4 separate regions of the Mus musculus genome follow, and regions 2, 3 and 4 are each linked to region 1. The links are chromatin contacts, called in public ChIA-PET and promoter capture Hi-C maps. All regions are on one chromosome and are shown on one strand. The core of a region is the stretch at or near the end of the contact, and the rest is flanking DNA. Distances in the headings are between cores, read along the strand shown.

Region 1 (2,920 bases), core at 184-2,683:
TTTTATGTGTGTAAATGTTTTGCCTGCATGTATGTGTACACCATGTCTGTGCCTGGTACCCACGTCAGTAGATAATGGCACCTGATCCCCAGGAACTAGAGTACAGATAGTTGTGAGCTGCCATGTGGGTGCTGGGAATCAAACTGAAATCTTACAAGAGATGCCAGTGCTCTCTTAGCTGCTGAACCATCTCTCCAAACCCATGATTTTCTTATTTTTGTCTCTTCCTACCATAGTATTGATATTAAAGTCAATTAGCCTCACTTTATTTAGTACCTCTGTAAACTACTAAACTCCTAGCACGTAGTAGTCCCAAGGTGGGAGGAGGCAAAATAGGTTTAGCTTTCTAAATTATGACCCTTTATTTTTAGTACCTTCATTAATTTGCAAATTGCAGAGACCCCCTCTCCTCTGGGCTTGGAGATCCTTTCCCTCTAACATCTATAATATCAAGAGTTTCCTTTGTTCTCCAGAGTGCTGCAGGATCCTTGACATATCCCAGCCTACCCTGCTGGGGACCTTATCATCTGAAATCCATCTCAGCTCTTCTCTACTGCCCCTGGAAAGAATTTTTAGTATCTAAAACAAATGTCAGGCTCTGGTGGCACAGGCCTTTAATCCCAGCACTCAGGAGGCAAAGGCAAACACATGTCTCTGACTTCAAGGCCAGCCTGATCTACAAAGTGAGTTCCAACACAGACAGGACTACTCAGACAAACCCTGTCTGGAAACAAATAAGCAAAAACAATTAAATAAACAGATATAAATGTTCACAAAGGTGGAGACTTATTTTGTTCACAGGAAAATCTAAAACAACTTTAGTTTATGGAATGAAGCAGGGGATTAGTGTGTTCAACGAGGGAACAAGAGATAAATGTATTAAGAATTTATTAAACGAGACATAATTATATTCATAGGCAAACATATATTTTTTACACAGGAGGAGGTGAAGGTACAAGAAAGAAATAGAGTTATGACTAGAAATCTTGGTCTGGGGATGTTCAGTGGTGTGGAGTTCTTGGCGAGCATGCACTAGGAGGGTTTGGTTCCTAGGATCTGGGAAGTTAAAAAAAATTTCAAATAGACAACCAGTTCTAGTTCAACAACCTGTGTTCAAACACTGAGAACACATTTTGTAAAACCCAGAAGCCGGAAGTCATGGCACACGCCTTTAATCCCAGCTCTCAGGAAGCAGAGGCAGGTGGGGTTCAAGGCCAGTGTAGTCTCCTGAGCTGAGTTCCGGGAAAGCCAGAGCCACAAAAACAAAACCACAGAAAATCCTCGTAGGTCTGAGCTCTGTCACTGGGGCCTGGTCCTGGTCCTGTACTGCCTGCCAGAAACCTGGGTCTTGAGTCCCACAAGGGCAGCACAGAAGACTCCTGGAACGCAAAGGCAGAGGCTGTGTTTCCGACCGGAGCGCTCTCCCCGTCTCTCCCGGAAGCGGCGCTTGCTGTTTGGGTAACGGTGTCTGCAGCGGAGCCTCGATGGATGTGGAGGAGGTGGTAAGGACCTAGAGGAACGCGTGCAGCTCCCACTCGCGTTCCCTAACTCAATGGGCCAGGGATAGCCAGGAGGAGGAGGAGCAGCGCCCAGGGCAGGCGTCGGCTCGGGGCGGTGACCCGCATAGGGGGCGGAGCGAAGGGGCGGTGGCCACTTGGGCCCCGGAACCTGGCTGCTTGTCCGCTCTGGGAGGTTGCGGGTGGGATTGGGTGGAGTGTTTGTTCAGAGGGGCCGTGGGCCAGAAAGAGGATGAAACTGTGGGCTTGTGGGTTGGCCACCCCCGTGGCTCCTTGGAGGAGACCACCCAGCAAAGCTCCCTTTGATGCTGGTTGCGCGTGAGGAAGAGCAGGACCTGGAACTTGGGTTGCCTCCAAGTAATCCCTGTCAGCCTGTCTAGGGTACGGACACCAGACTCTTGCCGAGGACGTTCTAATGTGCTTGCTATCTTAGGGTTTCTATTGCAGCGATGAAACACCATGACCAAAAAAGCAAGCTGGGGAGAAAAGGGCTAACACTTCTATATGATTGTTCATCATCTAAAGAACAGGGCAGGAACTTGGAGGCAGGAACTGATGCAGAGGCCATGGAGGGGTGCTGCTTACTGGCTTACTCCTCATGATTTGGTCAGCTTACCAGGTTCTGTAAAACCTAGAGCTACCAGCCCAGAGGTGACACCACCCACAATGGGATGGACCCTCCCTCATCAATCACTGATTAAGAAAGTGCCTTACTGGCCTACCTGCCACCTGATGGTATGGAGGTATTTTTCTTAATTGAGCTTCCCTCATCTCAGATATCTTCAGTTTGTGTCAAGCTGACACAAAACTATCCAGCACACGTGCCCACACCTCACTGTAAGAGTGGTTAGGAAGCTGCTGCACTTTGCATGCACTGTGAACATGATGGGTGTATTCAGTAGCTGACCCATAAGTCAAACACCAAAGAATTAGGAACCAGTTCTCTGTGTGTGCACTGACAGAATAATGATAGAGGGACTCAAGGTAGACAGTAGATACTATCTGTATCCATGACAAATGTAATAATGTCTATATAATACATTGATAAACCTAAAATTATAATCCATATAGACCATAAGTGGACCATATGCTCCTTTTGCTTCCAGTAGAACCCCTAAGCACCCAGTTAAACGTTTGGTACTCATACAGTTGATACCCTTTATATGGTTGGATGAATAAATCAAAACTCGACACATCTGCCTCAGTGCCCCAAAGAAAAAGTCAACAGTGTTTTCAATCTTTGTTTGCTTTGATCATCCATACGGTGGGTCATCCTTTTCTCCCTCAGCTCTCCCAGAGAGTTTACCTATATCTTTGTTTCCAATCTAGCCCTGTCCACCTTTCTTTCTTTGTTCTCACTCTGTATATTTCAGTAGTTTTATGGAATAGTTACTGCATTTCAT
Region 2 (2,920 bases), core at 136-2,635, 180 kb after region 1:
TTTAACAGAGACAGTAGCGGGCACCCACCCAGGAGGCAGAGTTAGAATATGCAAGAGTGGGGATAAGGAAGGGACACAAAACCCTATAAGGGACTGGGGCGGGGGTGGGGGGCCACTCTGGGTGAGCTGGGGACAGAGGCGCCAAGTAGGGACGGAGGCCTGGGTGGGAGGATACTAGGGATGCAGAGGGATGGGTGGAGGGCCTGGCCCCCATACTCACCGCGGGTGCGAGCCGGGCGGGGCCTCGTGGGGTCAGCTCCTGGGGCCCCCAGGCCTCCGACTCGGCCAGCAACTGATCCAGCAGGCGTAGGGTCTCCTCCCGGCCACCGGAGGGCGTCGCGGGTCGGGGGTCGCGGCCGCTCTCCTCCTGCCCCGCGGCCGTCCGGGCCTGGTCAGCCGTGCCGCCCTCCGAGGCTGTCTCTCCCGGGCCTGTCTGACGCCTGTCAGGGCTGCGTCGCCGCCTCGGGATCCGGCCGCTCCGGCTGCTGCCGCTGCCCATGGCGCGCACCCAGCCTGGAGCGCGCAGCCTGGGAGCCGGGCGGGACTGGGGCGGGAGCGCGGCGGGCCAGATGGGGCGAGGGAACAGCAAGGGGGATTCTGGAGGAGTGAGCGGCGGAGGGTGCGATGGAGAGATAGGGAGGGAGGAGAGTCACGGGGGATGGGAGCTATGAGAAACGGGGGTAGCAGGAGGAGTCACGGGGGGCGCGGGGATGGAAGAGACAGAGAAGCAAGGATGATCTGGGAGGCTGGAGGAAGTAGAGGCTGCTAGGGGAGAGGGGGCGCTCCTCAGGGGGAGAATGGGAGGATGGGGAAAGACTTGGAGGAGATGAAGAACGGGGTGGGGCAGGGGGAGCGCCGTGAGACAGGGAGAAAATGGGGAAGGTGATCCTGGGGGGGAAGGAGAGTAAGCGGGATGAAGAGAGGGTGGGAGTGACTCCCTGGGAGACTCTCAGGGTGCGGCGGGGGTGTGGGAAGTTTGGGGTAGGGTGGCACTGCAGGGAGGTGCAACAGGGTTAGTATTGTATGGAAGGGAGCCTTAAAGGGTGCAGAGTGGATAGACTGGTGGAAGGGAAGTCAGGGCGAAAGAATCATCTTGGAGAAGTTTGGGGGAGGCCCATGGAGCACGGGTGGGAGTCATGCTGGGAGCAAGGGGAGCAAGGCACCGGCTGAAAAGAGCTGGGGGGTGAAAGACAGAAGAATGCTTGAAGCAGAGCCGGATGCCAGGGAAGGGGAAGATCAGGAGTCGGGGTTGGAGACTAGCACTGTCGGAAAGGAGGTCGTTGGGGCTTCAGGTACAGGTCTGAGAGAGCAGAGACAAGGTGAGAGGAGGAGGGAGACAGAAAAGGAGAGCCGGAGATGTGTGTGTGAGTGTGAGAGAGAGAGAATGTCCAAGGGAGGGGAGAGCTTCAGGGTGGCCAGCCGGAGTGAGAGGTTGAGAGGCGTGTACCAGAGGCCCTGGGCAGGGCACACTGAAGGGCGTGTCCCTGGACAGGGACTCGAGGGTAGAGGAGAAGACTCTGGAGTGGGCGTGTGACTTCCTGGGAGGGAAGGATGCGCAGAATTTGGGGTGGTTAGATTGTGGAAGATTGCGACCCCCCGGCCCGGACAGGGTGAATTTAGAGGTCGAAAGACGACCTTCCTCTTCACCATCTTTCTGACCTCCGATTGGAGTTCCTCTGGCCGCTTCACCGCAGGCTCTGGCTTCCTTTTCTCCAGGTATAGATCTGGTTACTAAAGCTGTCACCACTGAGGTTTCTACAGGACTGGGGCGACCCTGGCTTGGCTAGATTTGTGCTTTTACGGGACAATTTCTGGAGGCTTACCATAGGCTAATTCTTTGCCTGCTTCCCTTCCAGCACTTTCCAGGGCAGGGTGATTTAAATACCCCGAAGTTTGGTTTTCTCTGATTTTGGCTTGCCAATAACCGCATCCGTACTGGCCAACCCAATGTGAAAGTGGAATTTTGGGTGAAATTCTTCCAACGGAGGCATAAAATTTTACTATTTTCATCACCGCAGGAATAGATGTATGCCCACAGAAGTGGGATACACGGTGCACAGATGTGTCTAGGTTAGAGATTACTGACGTAAGTTTTCTCTTTATGAAAACAAATCTCATCTTGAAATTCATCAAGCCAAGGGAAAAAAAGTCAGAGAGAATGAATTTTTTCCTTGAGCAAAGTTCAACTCAGTTTAATCATTTAAAAGAAAACACGTTTTACTCCTGCCCAAGTAGAGTCTAGTCATGTGACTCCGAGTTTAAATATAGCCAGCGCTCCTGTGTTCTCCAGAGCAGCCAAATTTTTCTCGATACTCTTGATTTCAACTGTTTCCCCAGACTTGTCTCCGTGGCTGTGCTTGCACAGGAGTCTTGCCAAAGCCTGCGTTCTCTCTGAGCTCACACATAATGTCAGCCACATTTGGAGTCCTGGCTTCCAGGAGTCTGGAAGGGCTAGACAGAGGGAGGCATTGCACTGCAGGCCTGTCATCCCAGCACTCGTGGAGCATAGGCAGGTGATTAGGAGGTCCAGGTCACCTCCGGGAATGCTTTCTTAGCAAGTTTGAGAGGATAGTCTGGGCTGCAGGAGACCAGCCATCTAAAAACAAAACCCACACTAATACCGAGCGCACAGGCAGCCTCCAAGATCCTTTCTAAGGGTAGACAAGAGTCTGCCCAGAGCGAGTTAGTCTCAAGAATCTCAAAAAATAGAAGACAAGAGCTAAACTTCCAGACAGGAGCCTTACAGTCACACGTAGACTTCTGTTTTGTTTGAGACAGGGTCTCTCTTTGTGACTCTGGCTCACCTGGAACTCATTATGTAAACTAGGCTAACGTTAAACTCACAGAAATCCTTCTACCTCTGCCTCTTGAGTGCTGGGATTAAGGGCTCAGGCCTCAAGGGCTGCCCCCATATCCAGGT
Region 3 (2,920 bases), core at 169-2,668, 150 kb after region 1:
TAGCTGGTCTCTCTAATTTTAAGACCCCATAACCCTTCCTTAATCCCAATCACCCTCCAAAGGCTCCCTCTCCAAATACTATTAACATATTACTCTGGAGATTATTCTCCAACACATACGCCATAAAACCACGTGTGGAGAGAACAGGAGACAGTAGGGACGTTGGATGGGGCGGAGGCATTATAGGTAAGGGTGAACACGGGGAGTCAGAAATTCAGTGTGGGAATGAAGCAAAAACAATTTAAACAGGCCCAAGTAGAAGACTAACTCCATGTGTGTTAAATGCCCCAGTAGTTAGACATGTGAATTCACCTTTAAACACTCCTACTGTTACTTTCAACAAACTCCCTTTCTTTGGTTCACTTAATTCCATTGTCAAGCCAGTGTGAAACTGAGGAATCAGGGTTGCAACTATAACCCTTAGGCCTTACCAGCTTAAGGACAGGGCTCTCTGCCTGCCTGCCTCTCTGCCTGCTCACCTGTCTGATAAAAATAGGCAGCATAATGTCCAGCTCCTGTCTGCTCATATCAGCAATGATTCTCCCAGACCTCCACTAGTTTCAAGGCTCTGCAGTGAGGCATCAGGGGGTTAGTAGAGGGGTGCCCTATTGCTGCACTGTAGGTTGGAGGTGGGCACGACATACTGCATGCATTGACCTCTGCTCTCCAAGACTTGTGATGAGTGTACATGAATAACCGCACCTAAAGGCCCAAGGGGAAAAAACGGATACTCAGGATTTGGGTCAGGTCTCACGTAGGCCTGAGGACACCCCAAGTGGGTGTCCTTTGTATGGCCACTGGGGAGGATGCGCAGGCTTCATTAGGTACATGTCGAGTGGCTGACTACACGGCTGTAGTTCTTTTGTAGCAGAAGGCAGATTAGAGTAGGAAGAGCATTTGATCTGGCGCCATGCAGGAAAAAGCGGATGTCGTCCCTAAACCCAAGCAGCTTTCAAGCCTCTTCCTGGGCAGAGATGCGGTCCTAAGAGCCAACGACAGCTTAAAAGAAATTAGAGACAGGGTGAGGCCGTCCCTGTGGGTCCCGCCTACCAGATCCGTCCACGGCGTGGGGCCAGCGCGCGACCTCTGCGAGCAGCCCCTGCGGCAGAAGAGGACCTTACTGCGGTCGACTGCCGCCGCGCCGCCGCCGGGACCTTTCCCCTACTTTCCAGGCCTCACGCCCCGCCTCTAGCCCGGACCAAAACACGTGCCGCCGCCCGCCCCGCCGGATCACGCCGCAGCCAGGCTCCGATCACGCGCCCCCCCGCGGCGCCCATTGGCCCGCTTCTTGCCGGCCTGGCGCTGATTGGCTGGCGGCAGAGGCCATGCCCCCAGCAGGGAGCGGTGTATTTTGGTTTGCCCGCGCGCCCCGCCCAGGGCCGCTCCCTCCGTGGCGCCCCGCCCCTCCCGCGCCTCCCGGGCCGCGCGGAGGCAGAGCCGCGCGGCAAGGAAGGCGGAGGTGCGCGCCGGGAACAGACGCTCGGGACACCGCCGCCCGCCGCACACGTGCAGCCTCCGCCGCACGCAGGGCTCCTGCCTCGCAGCATTGCTGCCTGCAGGCCATACGGCACCATGCACTCGCCGGGCTCCACCGGCCCCGGCGACGGGCGCGCGGTAAGTGACGGGGCTGAGCGCGGGACGAGACGGGGGACGCGGGAGGGATGGCGACTTCTCGCTGCGGTGGGGGCTGCGGATTTGCTCTGGTCCGGACAGGGACCCGGAGGCTCGGCCGGGTCAGGGTGGGGAGGGGGGTGTGTTAGCGCGGCAGCCTGCCTTCAGCTTTGTCTCTGGTCCGCTGCGGCCCCGCCCGGCGCGGCTATTTCCAGCCATGACGTCACCCGAATCCAGAGGAGGACCGCTGTTGGATGTGGGCGCGGCTGGCGGGAACTTGGGGGCGGAGTCAAAGCTGGGGCGCAGCATGGGGGCGTGGCCAAAGCTAGGGCGTGGGCAAGCGTGCTTGGAGGAGATATTGGGGGAACTAGATGGGACCAAGGCGAAGGACATGGTGAAAGCACCTGGTAGTAGTGTAAGAGGGCGGAACCGAAGCTAGAGAGCTTGGTGAGAACCTCTGGTAGGACTGTGGGGCGGGGCCGATGTAAGAGTGCATAGTGAGAGTTTATCTAGGGGCGGGGCAAAGGCTAAGCCGAAGGGAGGGAGTGTGGTGAGAGCATCTGGTAGGAGTGCAGTGGGAGGGGCTGTGGGTGGAGCCAAAGTAAAGGTATCTCAGGAGGGTGTGGCCAGAGTGCCTGGATGGGGTTACGACGGAATGAGGAGCAAGGCAATAGTGTGTCTTGATAGGCGAGTGTGCAAGAGTGTGGTTCGAAGAGGTGTGTCAGCCAAGCTTAATGGGCTGGTAAGGGTAGAGCTGGGCGAAGGGTGGAGTCTAAGTGAGAAGGGGTGTGGTAAAATGGGACTTTGCAGGCTTGGGCCCAGGGACTGAGTGAAGTCATGGCAGGGACCTCTGTCAGAAGGTGTAGGGTGTGGAGCAACAGAACCTGATAGAAATGTAGGGGGCCAGAGAAGTGGTGCGGAGCAGGTTCCTGGTGAGAACACAGTATTACATGGACTCAAGGGAACCTACGTTCGCATTCTTTCCTAGTATGGGGCTGGACATTGATTCCACTTGAAGGCTCATAATCAAAATACCCTTCCAGGAGGTTGTCTGGCCCCTATGGTCATATCTTTGCCTGTTCAGTGAAGGGGAATCTGGACAGACAGGAAGTTTTGAAGCTCAGAAAATATGTATGGAAATATGTGTCTGTAGGCTTAAGTTTCTCTTTTGGACAGGCTAGGTTCCAGTCCCTTCCTCCCCACTCCTGCATGTAAAGGTGACATGGTATACAGGAGGAGACACCTTTCCTGGACTATGGTTGAGCTTTCTCATGCTGTTCCTCTCACCTGACCTCCTCCCTAGTTCTCA
Region 4 (2,920 bases), core at 262-2,761, 140 kb after region 1:
AAATGTGTCAACCTTCTTAACACAAGTGGTGGACTCCTGTGACATTAGACATTAAAATCTTCTTTCAAACAACCCCATAGTTTAAAAATATACATGACAAAACCGACTGTCAATCATGTCACCGTTTTATTGGTGAGGTCAGCACAGTCAGACACCAGGGAAATGCAAATTCATGTCCCAGTGAGAAGCGCCCTCTCCCCTCCAGGACAGTAATAAGGAGGCAGAACTGTAGGAGGCAGAAAGGTGAGAGACAGAGCCACAGAGATGCCATTGCTACTGAGAAGCAACATGGTGGAACCGCTTTGAAAAGCCAGTGTGCTGAACAAAACCCAAAACTACACAGGAGAGTGTGTAGACTGTGTGTCTGTGTCCCTGGGAACTTCTGTAGTGGCAAAAGGCAGATCAATGGGTGGGAAAGCCACGAACTGGAAGAGAAAGGAACTGGCTGCAAAGTGACACAGACAATGTGACAAATGGGCCTTGACCCCACCTTCACCTGCTGGGCAGTTGAGGGGCCCCTCCTTTAAGTCTTTCATGCTCTGGACTTCTGATCCTCATTCCCACTTCCTGTCTTTTTAAGATGGAGTTTCATGTAACCCAGGCTAGCCTCAAACTTCCTGAACTCCTGATCCCCTAACCCAGTGGTTCTCAGCCTTCCCGATGCTGCAACCCTTTAATACAGTTCCTCACGTTGTGGTTAACCCCTCCCCCAACCATAAAATGATTTTTGTTGCTACTTCATAATTGTAATATAAGCATCTGATAATGTGACCCCTTTGGGGTCGAGAGCCACAGGTTTAGAACCATTGCTCTAGCTTCTTCCTCCCACTCATAGGGGTCACAGGTGTGTCCCCCAGGTTGCTCGTGGCCCTCTGCTCCTTCCTACTCCCCCAAGGCTCCTCACATGCAAGCACACCCCTTTGTCTTCTTTTCCTCCTGTAATGTTCAACTCAGACCTGGCTAGGAAATGGGGTTCTAACCCTAGGGACCAGTAGTATGGAGTGGTCTCCCGTCTGCCTCAGACACCTCTCCCTGTTCAGCCCACTGTCAGATCACTGTAGACTCTGTCTCCACCCTGGACAGTGCCCTCTGGGAAGGCAGCCAGAGCTGTCAGTCTGCGGGACCCTAGGCCCCGCTCAGGCCTTCTGGACATTACTGAAATGAATAGCCGAGGACCTTGGCCACTATCTGCAGAATCAGGGTCATTTAACTCTTCCACACTGTCTAAATGGGACGATACACAAATGGGGAAATCTTAGGGATAAATGCTCACACCAAGGCCATGTTTAGTCAGGACCACTAGGCTGTCTGGAGTCCCCTCAAAACTCTTTAGAAAGTAGAGAAGCTGCCTGAAGCCACCTGAGCTGTTCTATCCCCATTTCTGCCACTCTAGAAAAGGAGCCTGACTCTGCAGGCCACCTCTTCCAACACACTGTTGCTGGGGTAACCACCCTGGGTGTGTCCCTCTTCCGGGGGAAGTAGTGGCCAGGCCCACCCATTAGGCTAGGAGGGGTTTTCCCAGGAAGAAGCAAGGCCCTCAGAGTGATGTCCTATGTAATCAAGAGTCCCACCTGTCTCCACCCAGGGGAAAGCACCAGCCAAGATACCCTGGTCCCTCCCTTCCTTCCCAAGACAGTACTTTGTAAACCAGAGCCAGGAAGCCAGGCAGCTGGGGAACTTGAATGGCCTCCAACCTGTGCTTTGACATAGCTAAATGGGAAAGTGTGGTTAAGTCCCAACGGAGCTCTAGGGCCTGACTGGAGGCAGTATGCTCTGGAAGGTAACCTGAGACCTAGCTGAGGGGACCCACCCAGCCACCCACCCAGAGTGTTAACTGAGTGGTACCATTTCCTGTAGCAGGGTTCCTGTATGACTCTGTCTCCCACCACTGTCAAGGTCTCCACAGGTCCCTGTGTGCCCAAATGACTGACACATCCACCCATGTCAACCAGCTGGCTCCTTCTTATCAGGCCGAAAACACTAAGCGGCTCCCTCTGGTTCCTCACAAGCTATTTTCAGCACAAAGGTACAGCTAAGCAAAAAATTAAAATAATAAAATAGTCCATGGATACTTTGGCAGCCTGTAAGGGCAGTATTAGTGAAGATACCATCTCGATTCTGAAAATAACTTAGCTAGAGAAGCGTTTGAGCAAACAGGATTCACAATGTCTCTAAGGAGTAGGGAGTCTATAGAGCAAGGGAGCAATGAGCTTGGGCCTGGACAAGAGCCCTGGGGATGCAGAGTGGCCTGAAGGATTCATACACATAAGACTATGATTAAGAAAATTCTGAACAAAACCACATAAATAGATGTGCGTGTGTATGTGAGCCTATGTTTGCATGTGCCTGTGTGTTTTTTGCAAGTAGAAAACACCTGGCACCTGTGGTCTGTCCCAGGGGAACACAAGGACCTGGCGTCTGTGCCACTCGTGAGGTGAAGCCCTGGTCCCTATGCTGTGACTTCAGGAGCAGAGACTGTGGGAATGGGGGACTGTGAGGGTGGGGTCTTGAAAGACTCAGGAATGCAGGTCTTCCTCAGAACAGCCAGTCAGCTGCTGTTCTTACCATGCAAGAAGCTCAACCTGCAGTCCAACTGGGGCTCCCCAAGCCCCACATGCTGCTCTCAGCCTGTCTTAAGTTAGGGCTTCATTGCTGTGAACAGACACCATGACCAAGGCAACTCTTATAAGGACATCATTTAATTGGGGCTGGCTTACCAGTTCAGAGGTTCAGTCCATTATCATTAAAGTGGGAACATGGCAGCATCCAGACAGGCATGGTGCAGGAGGAACTGAGAGTTCTACGTCTTCATCTGAAGGCTGCTAGTGGAATAATGGCTTCCAAGCAGCTAGGACGAGGGTCTTACAGCCCATACCCTCAGTGACACACCTACTTCAACAGGGCCACACCTTCTAATCGT

What was found. ChIA-PET counts read pairs in DNA pulled down with a chosen protein or histone mark. Capture Hi-C pulls out chosen DNA fragments and counts their contacts.
Region 2: a contact with region 1 is called in a promoter capture Hi-C map of liver. The contact joins the promoter of Cys1 here to the promoter of Taf1b in region 1. A contact is called at or near these places in 21 of 39 promoter capture datasets (the 3T3-L1 cell line, 3T3-L1-derived adipocytes, the C10 cell line and 14 more), 16 of 484 Hi-C or Micro-C datasets (the 63-12 cell line, CD8 T cells, the G1E-ER4 cell line and 7 more), 1 of 115 datasets of contacts at active chromatin or transcription factors (stem cell-derived neural progenitor cells) and 3 of 9 other capture datasets (adipose tissue, liver and pancreatic islet).
Region 3: a promoter capture Hi-C map of adipose tissue shows a contact between it and region 1. The contact joins the promoter of Klf11 here to the promoter of Taf1b in region 1. A contact is called at or near these places in 9 of 39 promoter capture datasets (the 3T3-L1 cell line, the C10 cell line, the HPC-7 cell line and 6 more), 6 of 484 Hi-C or Micro-C datasets (B cells, CD4 T cells, LSK cells and 3 more), 3 of 115 datasets of contacts at active chromatin or transcription factors (bone marrow-derived macrophages, embryonic stem cells and memory CD8 T cells) and 2 of 9 other capture datasets (adipose tissue and liver).
Region 4: an RNA polymerase II ChIA-PET map of memory CD8 T cells shows a contact between it and region 1, with 13 read pairs. The contact joins the enhancer-like site here to the promoter of Taf1b in region 1. A contact is called at or near these places in 9 of 39 promoter capture datasets (the 3T3-L1 cell line, the C10 cell line, the HPC-7 cell line and 6 more), 1 of 115 datasets of contacts at active chromatin or transcription factors (memory CD8 T cells) and 3 of 9 other capture datasets (adipose tissue, embryonic stem cells and liver).

Annotation. Positions count from the first base shown.
Region 1 is chr12:24,497,148-24,500,067 of GRCm38.p6, forward strand. It overlaps Taf1b (TATA-box binding protein associated factor, RNA polymerase I, B), which reads left to right and starts at 1,434. Exons shown (of 15, transcript NM_020614.2): 1 at 1,434-1,502. The coding sequence starts at 1,485.
Region 2 is chr12:24,680,410-24,683,329 of GRCm38.p6, forward strand. Cys1 (cystin 1) reads right to left here and starts at 1,386. Exons shown (of 5, transcript NM_001004455.2): 1 at 221-1,386. The coding sequence starts at 499. The region is part of intron 1 of Gm36129 (a long non-coding RNA gene); the gene reads left to right.
Region 3 is chr12:24,649,953-24,652,872 of GRCm38.p6, forward strand. It overlaps Klf11 (Kruppel-like factor 11), which reads left to right and starts at 1,419. Exons shown (of 4, transcript NM_178357.3): 1 at 1,419-1,614. The coding sequence starts at 1,573.
Region 4 is chr12:24,632,475-24,635,394 of GRCm38.p6, forward strand. No RefSeq gene overlaps it. Among named protein-coding and RNA genes, the nearest start is that of Klf11, 17 kb to the right of the region's middle. Within about 2 kb of position 1,512, at least 55 of the 459 cell types and tissues checked have an H3K27ac peak or open chromatin away from gene starts, as enhancers often do. A contact at or near this core is called in adipose tissue and memory CD8 T cells, where this site is marked.